Regions from separate parts of the Mus musculus genome. Here region 2 is linked to region 1. The links are chromatin contacts, called in public Hi-C maps. All regions are on one chromosome and are shown on one strand. The core of a region is the stretch at or near the end of the contact, and the rest is flanking DNA. Distances in the headings are between cores, read along the strand shown. Region 1 overlaps Cdk19 (cyclin-dependent kinase 19). Region 2 has its middle 42 kb from the start of Slc22a16.

Evidence for each region. A called contact is a pair of places that touch in the nucleus more often than the background predicts.
Region 2: a Hi-C map of trophoblast stem cells shows a contact between it and region 1, with 2.4 times the contacts expected there. The contact joins two enhancer-like sites. A contact is called at or near these places in 3 of 15 datasets of contacts at CTCF or cohesin (the NIH/3T3 cell line, large pre-B cells and pro-B cells), 47 of 484 Hi-C or Micro-C datasets (the AML12 cell line, the Ba/F3 cell line, CD4 T cells and 36 more), 17 of 115 datasets of contacts at active chromatin or transcription factors (CD8 T cells, DN3 thymocytes, the HPC-7 cell line and 11 more) and 1 of 9 other capture datasets (bone marrow-derived macrophages).

Annotation. Positions count from the first base shown.
Region 1 is chr10:40,438,003-40,444,228 of GRCm38.p6, forward strand. The region is part of intron 4 of Cdk19 (cyclin-dependent kinase 19); the gene reads left to right. Among named protein-coding and RNA genes, the nearest start is that of Gm32234, 13 kb to the right of the region's middle. Within about 2 kb of position 2,894, at least 26 of the 459 cell types and tissues checked have an H3K27ac peak or open chromatin away from gene starts, as enhancers often do. A contact at or near this core is called in pancreatic cancer cells and trophoblast stem cells, where this site is marked.
Region 2 is chr10:40,525,931-40,531,719 of GRCm38.p6, forward strand. No RefSeq gene overlaps it. Among named protein-coding and RNA genes, the nearest start is that of Slc22a16, 42 kb to the right of the region's middle. Within about 2 kb of position 1,896, at least 118 of the 459 cell types and tissues checked have an H3K27ac peak or open chromatin away from gene starts, as enhancers often do. A contact at or near this core is called in pancreatic cancer cells and trophoblast stem cells, where this site is marked.

The sequences.
Region 1 (6,226 bases), core at 1,644-4,143:
AGTGAGAATCTTTTATTCAGGGTTGGTTTGAGTGTTCATCTTGTTTTACAGAGTTACTGTTTTGTTCTCAGTGGAATAGTTTTCTGACAGTCCATGGACACTAATCAGTATAACTAGGACTCCGATTTTCTTGTTTATTTGCTGTCTGTCTGCAGTGTCCTCTCTCTTGGTTACAGCACCAGCCTCCTCTTGGCATCCAGACTTTTGGCCTTTTTTGTAGTTTACATCTAGAACACGGCATTGTCAAATTTATATTCTCTCTTCTTCTCAGCTGTTTTTACCCCCTGTAACCTCTTCCTTGTTCAGGCCTTTATTCCATCTGTCTTTTATCATGTTACAGCTTCTAAATGTGTCTACTACATTAACTCCTTTAACAGTCTTTCTCCTTCCAGTCCATGTAGACCTGGTAACCATGTATTAGCCTTTCAGGAACTTTGGCATAAGTACAGTTTTCAGGATCTTACTGAATATAGCTCTACTGACTTCAGACACTCCCCTGACCCCATCCCTTTCTGCTTGCCTTCTACTATTGGTTATTCCTACATTGTCCTGAGATTTCTTGCCTTAATGGCTTGCATTTCCTTGTCTTATTCTTGTCCTTGTCTCTCCATACTCAGATGTGCTTGTCTTTCGAGGCTCTGTAGCAGTATTTAAAACTTAGCTCTGGAGCCACCTCAGCAGTTAAGCACTGGCCGCTCTTGCCAAGGACCCGGGTTTCATTCCCAGCACCCACATGGCAGCTCACAACTGTCGATCACTCCAGCCCCAGGGGAGCTGATGCTGTCTCCTGGCCTCCACGGGCACAAACAAACGTGCACAAAAATGTATGAATAAATATAGTAAAATTAAATGAACATGAATAAATATAATAAACTGAAATACATTTTTAAAAATTAAAGCTTTTTAAAAATATTCCAACTCAATTTTGAGATGAAATTTTGTTATACATTCTTGTTATATTTCATGTTCTTTTGTGGTATTGTTTATATCATGTAGATGCCTTAGATCAGTGGTTATAAACCTGTGGGTTGCAACCCCTTTGGAGGTTGAACAGCCTTTCACAGGAGTCGCATAAGGCCATCAGAAAACATACTTACATCATAATTCATAACAATAGCAAAATTACAGTTATGAAGTAGCCATAAAAATGATTTTATGGTTGGGGTCACCACAACATGAGGAACTGTGGCTCACACGCCTTTAATCCCAGCACTTAGGAGGCAGAGGCAGGCAGATTTCTGAGTTCAAGGCCAGCCTGGTCTACAGAGTGAGTTCCAGGACAGCCAGGGCTACACAGAGAAACCCTATCTTGAAAAACCAAAAAAAAGGAAGGTTGAGAACCACTGTCTTAGATCATCTCCCAGACTACGGACTAACATTTTTGAAAAGGCAGGGGTTTGATCCTTCTTATATACAGTAAATATTGTAGAAATAGCAGAATTTGAAACACTGTCCTCCATGAACTTTTAGTGTGTGTGTGTGTGTGTGCGCGTGCGCTTGTACATAAGAGAAAAATGGGAATGATACAGGTGCACCTGTATCAGAGGCCCTCAAAGGAGGTGGGGACTAAGAGGAGCGTCAGGACCTACCTGTGCACCAACAGATTTAACCCAGGGAATAGGATGGTAGGTCCTCCAGGTGCATACTCAGGGCTGCGATTCAAGCCAAGAAGATCTCTGTGTGTGGTGCAAGGGGGGGGGGGGTGCGGTGGGGGGAGGCGAGGCTTGACCTGGACTTTGACACAGAATTTAAAAACTTAAGGAGGGAAGGAATGCTGGTTATAAAAAAATTGAAATAAGAAATTGTAAGGTGAGAAGGCACTTATATTATCTCAGAAAGGACATGGATTCTGCCTGGCTCAAGTAGGAGTAAATGGTGTAATGTAAAGAAAAACAAAAATACTCGGGTTACAGCTGGGTCTGGAGTTTATTCAGAGGGTTGGTTTGTTTTAAGATCCTGAAACTTTGTGATCAAAAGAATGGATTCTTCCCTGATTACAAAATGTTTTTTTTTGTCCATAGGGTGAGCCCAAGTGTTTTCAGGAGTAGGATATTTAATCCATACATTTACATTGTCACAGTGGAGAAATGGAAAGTGTATAACATAAGGGTTTGTTTTTTAAAAGGAGATGGAGATATATGAAATTGATTGTAGTGGGCTGAAGACTAGCGCTATTCTATGAGACTCTGGAGAGCTTTTAACTGCGCCGTTTCCCTTTGCTTTAGACCATTTGTGAGTCACAACTGTGTCTTTGTACTTACTGTCTCTAGCTGATGATTTCATAGGAAATCATGCAAGTACATTATGAGAAAAAATATAAACTTGCTGCTTGATAATATAAAGAACGGAAATTGAGAGTAGCTAAAAGCTAAGGTTCTAGAGTTCATATACAGAATCATTAATCTTCAAAATGATTTTTTTAAATTTATTTATTATTATACATAACTACACTGTAGCTGACTTCAGACACACCAGAAGAGGGCATCAGATCTCCTTACGGGTGGTTGTGAGCCAGCCACCATATGGTTGCTGGGATTTGAACTCAGGACCTTCAGAAGAGCAGTCAGTGCTCTTACCTGCTGAGCCATTTCACCAGCCCCTCAAAATGATTTTTTAAACTGTGATTTTTTTCATGTCTGGAACAGTATTTCAGGTATATGATTTAGATCCTAGAATGTCATACAAAAGCAGAGAATTTTAAGCCACTTAAAAGATTATTTGGGTCGAGGAATTGGCTTTAAAAGGAAAGGCGAAAGAGCTAAATGTATTTCTCTTGGCTGAGAGACAATGAAGGAGAGGCGTAAGTCTATAAATATTGAACGTGTAAACAGAGAGTGAGCTGTATCTTAGGTTCAGCAGGCAGGCTACATCGCAGAGGAAGATGATGAGGTGCCGGGTGACTGTGCTCATGGGATTGCCGCTCGGGCTGGGGAGGGCCAGGATGGAGCTGGCAGCCTTTAGTTAGCAGTGGTGAGCTTCCTAGAGCAGAGTGCACACCTCACTGCCCCTGCCCTGCTGCTGCCTCAATGTGTGTGTTCGTAAGCACGTGAGAAGGTTGTCTGCAGGCAGAGCATGTGACACTTAACACAGACAGAGCCATGCTGGCCGACAGCAGCACCAAGTAGGTCCACTGGTCCTCAGTTTTAGCGCATTACTCCCAGGTCTGCGCCATGTGTGACCTACAGTTAGACTGTCTTTCCTCTCTCATATGCTAGAGCCCAGCACCTGCTCAGCTCTGGGCTTTACTGAGTGAAGACGGGAGCGAATGCTCGGGCCTGGCCTGGCTCTTCTCTTTCAGACAGTATTTGTGCAAGTTCTGTCCTACAAGTTCAACTTGCACTATGAGGTGTTGGTTTTTTGTCTTTTGTTTTATATTAGTGAGCTGAATTTATATTTGTTTAAAGTTCAGAGGGGCTCTAGAGACGGCTCAGGTTGAGTGTTTTGCTGCATTTGTAGAGGACCAGGTTAAGTTCCTAGCACCCAGATGGCTGCTCCCAACCATTTGTAATTCAAGTTCCAGATCTACACTTTTTCTGGTGCCTCGGGCTCCACACATACATGTGGTGCACACACATACATGTAGACAAAACGTGCATACAGATAAAAAGTAAATTAATCTCTGTAAATAAAAAGTAGAGGATAGCAGTTTCTAAGCTAGCCATTAGACTTCCATTCCCTTTCCTGTGTATGGAGGTCTTGGAGTTTATGCAGTTGGCTCCCTACCTTAACACTGAACTTCTGAAATCCTCCTGCCAGCCCTTCCAGAGGCCCTCTGGACAGTCCTCATTAATTCACCAGCGCTCCAGACGTGCCTTCCTCCCCAGCATTCCTTCAGCCTGACCCTCTTTGTAGCCTCTCTGCTTAAGCAGAGCTCAGATGTGTGGGGATCATCCTTCCTGGTTTCTAAAGGGTTAAACGCCAGTCCATGTGTCCTGGAGAGTACATCTGAATACTACAAATATTTCACCAAGTCTTAATATTTAAAATATGGAAATTTTAAAAAGTTAACTAACATCAAACCTAGTAAGTGCTTTGAACAGCTTAGTTTTCATTCTTCCCTCTTAAATGAGATATTACTGAGAGGCTCTAGAGGCAAGAATGCTATGCTAGTCAGATGACTTTCTATTGTCATTTGATTTATTAATTGTAGTTAGAGAGAGTTACTACAGAAGATAGTACTTATCTGAATGGACTTAACTGGTCTGCAATGTTTTAAATGTCATCTTGCCAGGGCAGGGCTGTGAGGCAGTAGGGCAGGGCTCTAAGCTGACAATAGTGAAGAAAGCTATGCATGCCCTGTGGCTAACTGCCTGAGTTCCTGCACTGACTTCCCTAAGATGATGAGTAGACTGACCTGATTAGAAAGCCAGGCAAACCTTTTCTTTCCGGTTGCTTTAGTTAGGTTGTTTGTCCCAACAACAGAAACAAAACCAGAGCACATACTGATAAACAAAAAAACAAGAATGGCAGAGCTCTGTCTGCAGAGGAAGTTTCCATAATCCCCAGGAAGGATTAAGCTTGATAGTGTGAATGGGCCTGGGGCCTTGATTGGCCTTGAGGTGGAGGGGAGCGAGCTCTAGACAGAGCAGTGTGGGATAGGGAGAAGTAAACATGGTCAGGCCTTAAAGGGAAGGAGAGGCTTCCTGGAGAAGACCTTGGTTAGGAGTAAGAATGAGAAAAGTGTGTGGGGTGACTTGGGAGAAGGGAGGAGGCAGCACCAGCCAGCCAGCCGCGAGCCGGGAGGGGACACTTGTGCTGGTGAATTTTTTGCCAACTTGACACAGGTAGAGTAATCATCTGAGAAGTGGGAGCCTCGAAAGAGAAAGCACCTCCAAAAGATAGGGCTGTAGGCAAGCCTTTCTGGCATTTTCTTAATTAGTGATAGACGTGGAAGGGCCCAGCCCACTGGTGCAGTGCCGCACCTGGGCAGGTGACCCTGGGCGCTATAAGAAAGCAAGCTGAGCAGGCTGAAGGGAGCAAGCCAGTAAGTCACACTCTTCCATGGCCTCTGCTCCAGTTCCTGCTTTGAGTTCCTGCTTTGAGTTCCTGCTCAGACCTCCCTCAGTGACTTTGAGTATGATCTGAGCTAGAGTTACAAGATGAAATAAAGCTTTTCCACTCTAAGTTGTTTGTAGCCAAGGTGCTTTATCTAGGTAATAGGAACCCTAAGAAAGTTGGTAGTGGGGGTGGGGATGGGGAGGGGTTAATCCAGGCGGTGTACATGTGCACATTTGCACACACACAAAGACACATAAACAAAAATAAAAATAGCTACAAAGAGAAAAGCAGACAAAACCAAAGGCCATAGACAGGAGCAGGAGCCTTAAGGTTTTGAAGGAGGCTGGTTATATTAACACTAAACTAGCCATCAATCTTGATGGCAAAATTTATATAAAATGCTATTTCCACTTTAATTACAAGTTGATAAGTTGTGATAAATGGTTACCCAGGTGGTCACCAGTACTGGCAGTGTTCAGATCTCTTATTGAGCACTCAGGGATCTCTCACGTAAGACTGACACACTTTGCTTTCTTCAGGTCACGGGTGACGGTTCTATTGTCCTCTGAGCGTACATTGACTTGTAGAGGCAAGGAACTGAGTCAGTGTGCCTAGAGATTGCCAGAGCTGGCCTGGGGAGAGTCTGCGGGAGGCCTGAGTGTTCAGTTAGAGAGAGCTCAGTTTGCCGCTGTTCTCTGATACGCTTTATTTCTTTTATAATGAGAATGAACAAGACACACAGATAAAAATTAAACTAAATAAAAAGTAAAAGAGGAAGAAGCAAGCCCGTAGATGGGGCTTTGGACTGTGAGGGCTGTGACTAACCCTGGAACAGAGACATTGTTTTTCTAAGTTAATTTTATTTGAATGAGTGTCATAGATGCAAATAGAAAACTTTTTTGTTGTTGCTTCTGTGGGATGTATTTCTTAATGCTGAACCTGAATGCCGGTGCGGTGTTATTGCTGCTGCTGATAGCAGTGTGCAGTATAGTTTTATTTTCTCCTCTGGACTTTGAAGTGTATTAGGTAAATAGCCTTCCAGATACATGCACTTCTTTTGCACCGAGCTTTTTTTTAAATGTTGCTTTTTTTATTGGTTCTTGTTAGAGAAGAGAAAACCATATCCTGCTGTTCAGGCCTACGATCACTTCTGAATAGCAGACAAAGAAGTCCATTGTTAATGCTGGCAGTGCTAGGCTGGCAGGCATTGTTGAATGTGAGTACTAGG
Region 2 (5,789 bases), core at 646-3,145, 87 kb after region 1:
CCGGCTACACCCAACTTCAGGAACTAACTGTGTGCGAGATGCTGCTGCTGACCCATAGTGTGCTCCTTCCCCCTTCTGTCAGAAGCCAGGGCAAGAGAGGAACTAAAGCCATGCACAGGAAAGAATGGAGCAGACAGGGAGCCCAAGGAACATCCACAGAGAAAAGATTTTATGCAAACAGATGGTCTGCGTGATCCTGTATCCATCTTCCCCATTCAGAAAAGCCTCCTATCTGCTCTCCTTAGAGATCCCTGGGAATCTGTTTCCAGGGCCTTCACAGACCCTCAAGTTCTTTGTATTCTCGTAAGCACTTTGGTCTGCCTCCAGGTTGTTTGTAATACAGGATACAGGGTAAATGGGAGGGTCCAGGCAGCACCACTCCAGGAAAAGTGACAAGAAGCCAAATACAGTCAGAGGCAGGGTTTCCTCCTCCGTAGGTTTTCATTCTACCGTGGGGTCCATGTACAGACAGGGCAGGGTAACTGTGCTTCTCTTCATCGTTACATTACTGCTTTTTGGCTTCGACTGTGGGCAAGATCTGTGGCTTGCTGCTAGGCAGAATGCTGTACAGCGGATGGCTGCACCGGTGATTACATGACTGTTACATAAGAAACTGTGCCCATCTAGCTGGAGAATCTGGCTTTGTGGCATCAAGAGATCACATGTCTAGGAGCTTGATGGCAGCCATTGAGACTCCAAGCAGAGGAGCCTGGCCCATGGGAATCGGGAGATAATAAATGTGGGCTGTGTCAAGGCACAAGGCACTGATTATAACATTATCGCTCAGAAATTAACAGGCAGAGCAGTTATCTTTAAATTTTTTAGATTTGGGACTGCTGAGATGGCTCAGTAGAGGCGATTTCCCTGGTGACCTGAGTTCCATCCCCAGGACCCAAGGAGAGAACGGATTCTGCCCAATTGTCCTTTGACACACCCTCCCGTCACACACACCAATAATTATACATTTTTAAAAGTTACAGACTTATAAAATCTGACTCTTGTGTTTAAGTCACTGGCTGCTTTCTAGTTAATCTTTACAGACAATGTGAGGATGGGAGGCAAGATTCTCTCTTCCTCCTCCTCTTCCTCCTTCTCTTTTGAAACAGTGAATCTCTATGTAGTCCTGTCCAGTCACTCCAATCCGGCCCCCAAAAGTTCCGGACTACTCTTGGTGCAGATCTATCACAGCTTTCTTTTGCCCTGTGGTCCCTAGCTGAAAGCCATCAGTGACTTCCCACCTTTAGCTTCCTCAGTCCTGAGTCACTTGTCCCCAGGACTGGCAATTTCCTGGGACACACACCACACTCTGAGAGGTCAGAGGAAGATCCTGTTTAGACTAGGTGAGAGGTGAGCCATCATTCTTTGTGGGTAACAGCGCCTCTCTGTAAGTGTGCCATGGTCTTCCCAGGGAGTTCTGGTCTCTCTAAAAAAAATGTAAGGTTTGGCTGCACACTTCAGTCTGAATGTTACAACTTCAGGTAATTTCAGGTAGACTTTCCAGTTACTCTTTAGAAAGTGATGCCGGGGAAGGTAGTCCACAACACTGCTAGTACAGCGAGTACAAATATTGCTACCATCTTCTTCCCAGGACAGCTGAGTTCTAGATTCTTCTGAAGGCTACAGAAGTCTATCTGCAGTGCAGTCGCAGGACACAGGACTGCCTTGTCCTGAGTGGCAGGGAAAATCGAGGAATGTTGAGGGACAAGGACCCTGCCCCCTCAGCAACATTTTCTGAGTACCTTCTGTATGTGGGTGTGGTTTCTATGAGTTCAGAACCCACTTCCGGTGGGGGCTTCCAGGCTGCAGAAGAAAAGCGGGACATCGGACATGGTATTGCCCTGGGGCAGCTTTGTGCAGAAGGTTGCTATGAACACAGGAAGTGCTGCTGACACACAGTTGCCCTTGCAGAGAGGACTGAAGGCACACGTGAGCAGGCGACCAGCACATTCTTTCAGAGTTAATAAAGTGGCTAGAAAAAACGAGGTCTCCCACATTTTGTATTTCTGTAAAGAAAAAAGGTGATAGTGTGGATCATTTTACAACTGTTTGGGACACTTTTTGTTAAAATAAAAGTTACAGTATATGCGTATGCACCCTGCTCTTATGCAGTTCTGTTTTACCAGCCAGCAGCACAGACCCAATAGGAAAATTTTAAGTTGGTAATGTATTTTTTAAATGGCTGATAAAAACAATAATTAAAAGGGTAGGGCTCAAGGGCTGGGGCAGGGGGTGGTAAGGTACTTGATCTTCAAGCACAAGGACAGGAGTTCTAATGCCCACTACTCATGTAAAAGCTGGGTGTAGCTATGTGGGTCTGTAACTGCAGCCCCTGGCATTGACAGAGGCAGAGACAGGTGGATTCTGTGGACTTGTCTGCTGTGGGACTGTGATAGGCAGTCTATTTTGGTTGAATGGGGCTTGCTTCAGCAACCCAGTAGGAAACTCTACAAGGGATGGAAAAGCAAGCCATGTTCCCAGAATTTGGTGCCTGAAACCACAGAGCCTCCAACTCCATAAAATTCTGTGACTACCAATCACACAGACAATGCCCCAAGCTTCTGGCATTCTGGCTAGACTCCACCCCAACAGTTACCTGACTATAGCCAGGTATGCTCCTCCCCACAGTTACACAGTGATAGCCCAGCCCACTATAAGAGGGGCTGCTTGGTCCCTCCTTGCTCTCTTTAAGCTTTCACCTTTCTTACTCTCTTCTCTAGCCCTCTTTCTCTCCCCCCCCCGCCACCCCCCCCCCCCGCATGTGTCCATGGCCAGCCTCTCTCTTTCTACCTTTTCTCCTTCCCCCTGCCTTCTACAATAAAGCTCTAAAACCATAGACTTGTCTCTGCTCATCAAGGCCTGCCGTGCTTGAACGATCGGATAGGCTTTCTCCTAATGAGCCATGTCTAAACTCCCGCTGGACAGTCTTCCTGCACTCCAGCCCATGTGGGAACCATCAAGCGCCTTCTCCCCTTGCCCTCTGCTCACTTCGGCCCTGGGGCTCAGGGCTGTCCCGGGGTCCTTATTCTGTTCTCAGCTCTTCTGAGGTTTCCATTGGTGTATGGGATACCCGAAGCTGGGAACCTGGTGCCTAGGACTGCCCCTTGTCCACCACCCACAGAGCTGGGGTCCATGGCTTCACACAGCTAGACACTCACCCAGGGCTGCGTGGAAAGCGTGCGGCAGTCCTCCCTCATCTGCCCACCCAGAGCACCGGAACTCTGATGGGACACGGGCTCTCTCCCACTCCCCTCTTCCCCCCACACCCACAGCCCCACAGTCTTCCAGTTATTCTGGCCAAAATGGTTTAAGCTCCACCAGGTTCGTGAGGAGCCCCATCTCAAAAACTAAGCTGGAGTACACTGGAACACTATCTTAGTTTAGGTTTCTATTGCTGTGCGCACTGGTTTGAACAGGTGTGGCTCCCACAAACTCATGTGTTTGAATGCTTGACCCACAAGGAGCGACACTATTAGGAGATGAGTCCTTGTTGGAAACGTATGGCCTTGTTGGAGGAAGTGTGTCACTGTGGGGGTGGACTTTGCCAGTCTTCTCCTGACTTCCTTTGAATCAAGATGTAGAACTCTTAGCTGTCTAAACATTTCATTTGTAACAGAAGAAAATTTGAAACAAACGGGGAATGAACACACTAATCAGCAAGATTTGGGACAATTTGGGGCTGGAGAGATGCTCAACAACTCGTTGCTCTTCCCTGGGAACCCAAGTTCTGTTACCAGCATCCACTTTGTGGCTCTCATCGATTCATAAGTTAAAAACAACCTTTAAATAAAAATTGTGGGGCGGAGAGATAGCGCAGGCTGCTCTTCAAGAGAATTTGAGTCCAATTCCCAGAATCGTTTAAGGTGGCTTTTAACTGTAACTCCAGTCCCAGGGCTTCTGATGCCCTCTTCTGGCCTCTTTGGGCAAAGCACACAAGTGGTACACAGGCATAATGCAGAAGCAGGCATTGAATTCCTGAAACTGGAATTACAGGGGTTGTGAGCCACACGAGTGGTGGGAACTGAACCTCCTAACTGGTGAGCTATCCTTCCAGGCCCATCTTTTTCTTTTTCTTTCTTTCTTTTATTTTTTTTGTAACGTGTCTGGTGGCTTACAACTGCTTATAACTGCAGCTCTTGGGACTCTAAAGCCCTCTTCTGGCTTCTGTGGACACCTGTGTACAGGTGGTACACACACATGAAACAAAAAACAACATACCCTTTTCTTTAAAAGAGTTGAAAGTAGGTGGGGCCACGGCTTCAGTAAACTATGGATTGGGTTCCGAGACTTTACTGAGAGATCCACTCATTTAACTAACGGACACTGAGAGCTGAGCCACGCTAGGCCAGCAGGGGAGACATGATTTTGGATGGACAGGTGAGCTCATCTCCTCATGAACCATGACCCAGGAAGCTACGTGTCACTGTCTATCCCAAGAATATCAATGAGAGAGAGGGGGAGGGGTGGGAGGAGAATACTCAAACTAAAGAAGTAAGTTGTAGGCAGATGGAAGACATTGTTTTACAACCTGGAATAGATGCCCACATTCTTCCTTGAGTTCTCCCCTTTTTGCTGAAGTGATGCAGAGCTAGCTGCTATAAGACTGGGTGGACTTAGTCCCTAATGTGCACGAGGGGTCCTGGATGAGAGGCTCTACCAGCATTCCTCCCCCTCCCCTATTCTGCCTCAAGACCTAGTTCTCATTCTCAGGAGTGACTGGAGGAGGTGGTACTTTCAAATGACTGAGAAGAAAATCCCTCCCATATATTAATGCTCTCATAAACCTTTTAAACCACCCTGTCCTTTTCCTCATTAAAGACTTCCTTTTCCTCATTAAAGAGAACCTTTAAAGGTTCCATGCAAGGTGCTAAGTAAACCAGAGTTGTACAAGGCATACTAAAACACCGTGTGCTTGCGCCCTCTGTCCTACAGCTGGCTGCAGTCCAAGAGTGAGCCCCACGGGATCCTGTTCAGAAAATGCTATGGCTTTCTGAATTGTGAAACAGCCATTTCTAAAGTGTGTGAGCTCACTATGGCTCTGTTTGGAGTCCTGAATTTTCAAGAGCTGTTGCTTCCCCATGGCACAGTTATGCCCCAAAGCTCCACTATCCAATGCTGCTGTCATTACAGTATCCATTTCTGTCTCTTCGAGGCCCTTAATGGTTTTTAGAAAATGTATTTTTGGTCAATTCAATTTTTTCTACCTAAAAAATAAACAGTTTTCACGCAGTTTATTATTTCGTTCTCCCACTGGAAACAAAGCAAGACTGGCAATCATTAATTATAAGCAGCCCTTGCCCCCTCCCTCCCCCACAGAGATGCTACTTTCTGTTAAAGACTAGTTAACACCCAGCAGCCACAGTAGCTGAAAGAACCTAGTGGGGAAACCCCCACTCAATTCCCGATTCTGCGTGCACCCAAGAATCACGAATAAACAGACCATCTTGATGTAAATACACGAGGTAGTTTAATGGCGGAGCTCCGGGTGGAAATGTATCTCACTCAGGAGACAGTGAATTCAACCACGAGGCTTGGAAGCTAGGGGTTTTTATAGAAAAGGGGCTGGGGCTGGGGGAGGAATTGGCGAAGGTTCACATGATTGGTTCATTTAAACATCAGCAGGGAGGAATTGGTGTGGTTTCACATGATTGGTCCATTTGAACATCAGCAGACTGTACATGCAGATAACATTTAACTTAGGTCAGAAGGGCAGGAGATAGGGAGTCTGGCATGTCATTCTCTTTATCTTTATGGCCAAGCAGCCTCAGGAATGTCTTACCGATGGGCCTGCC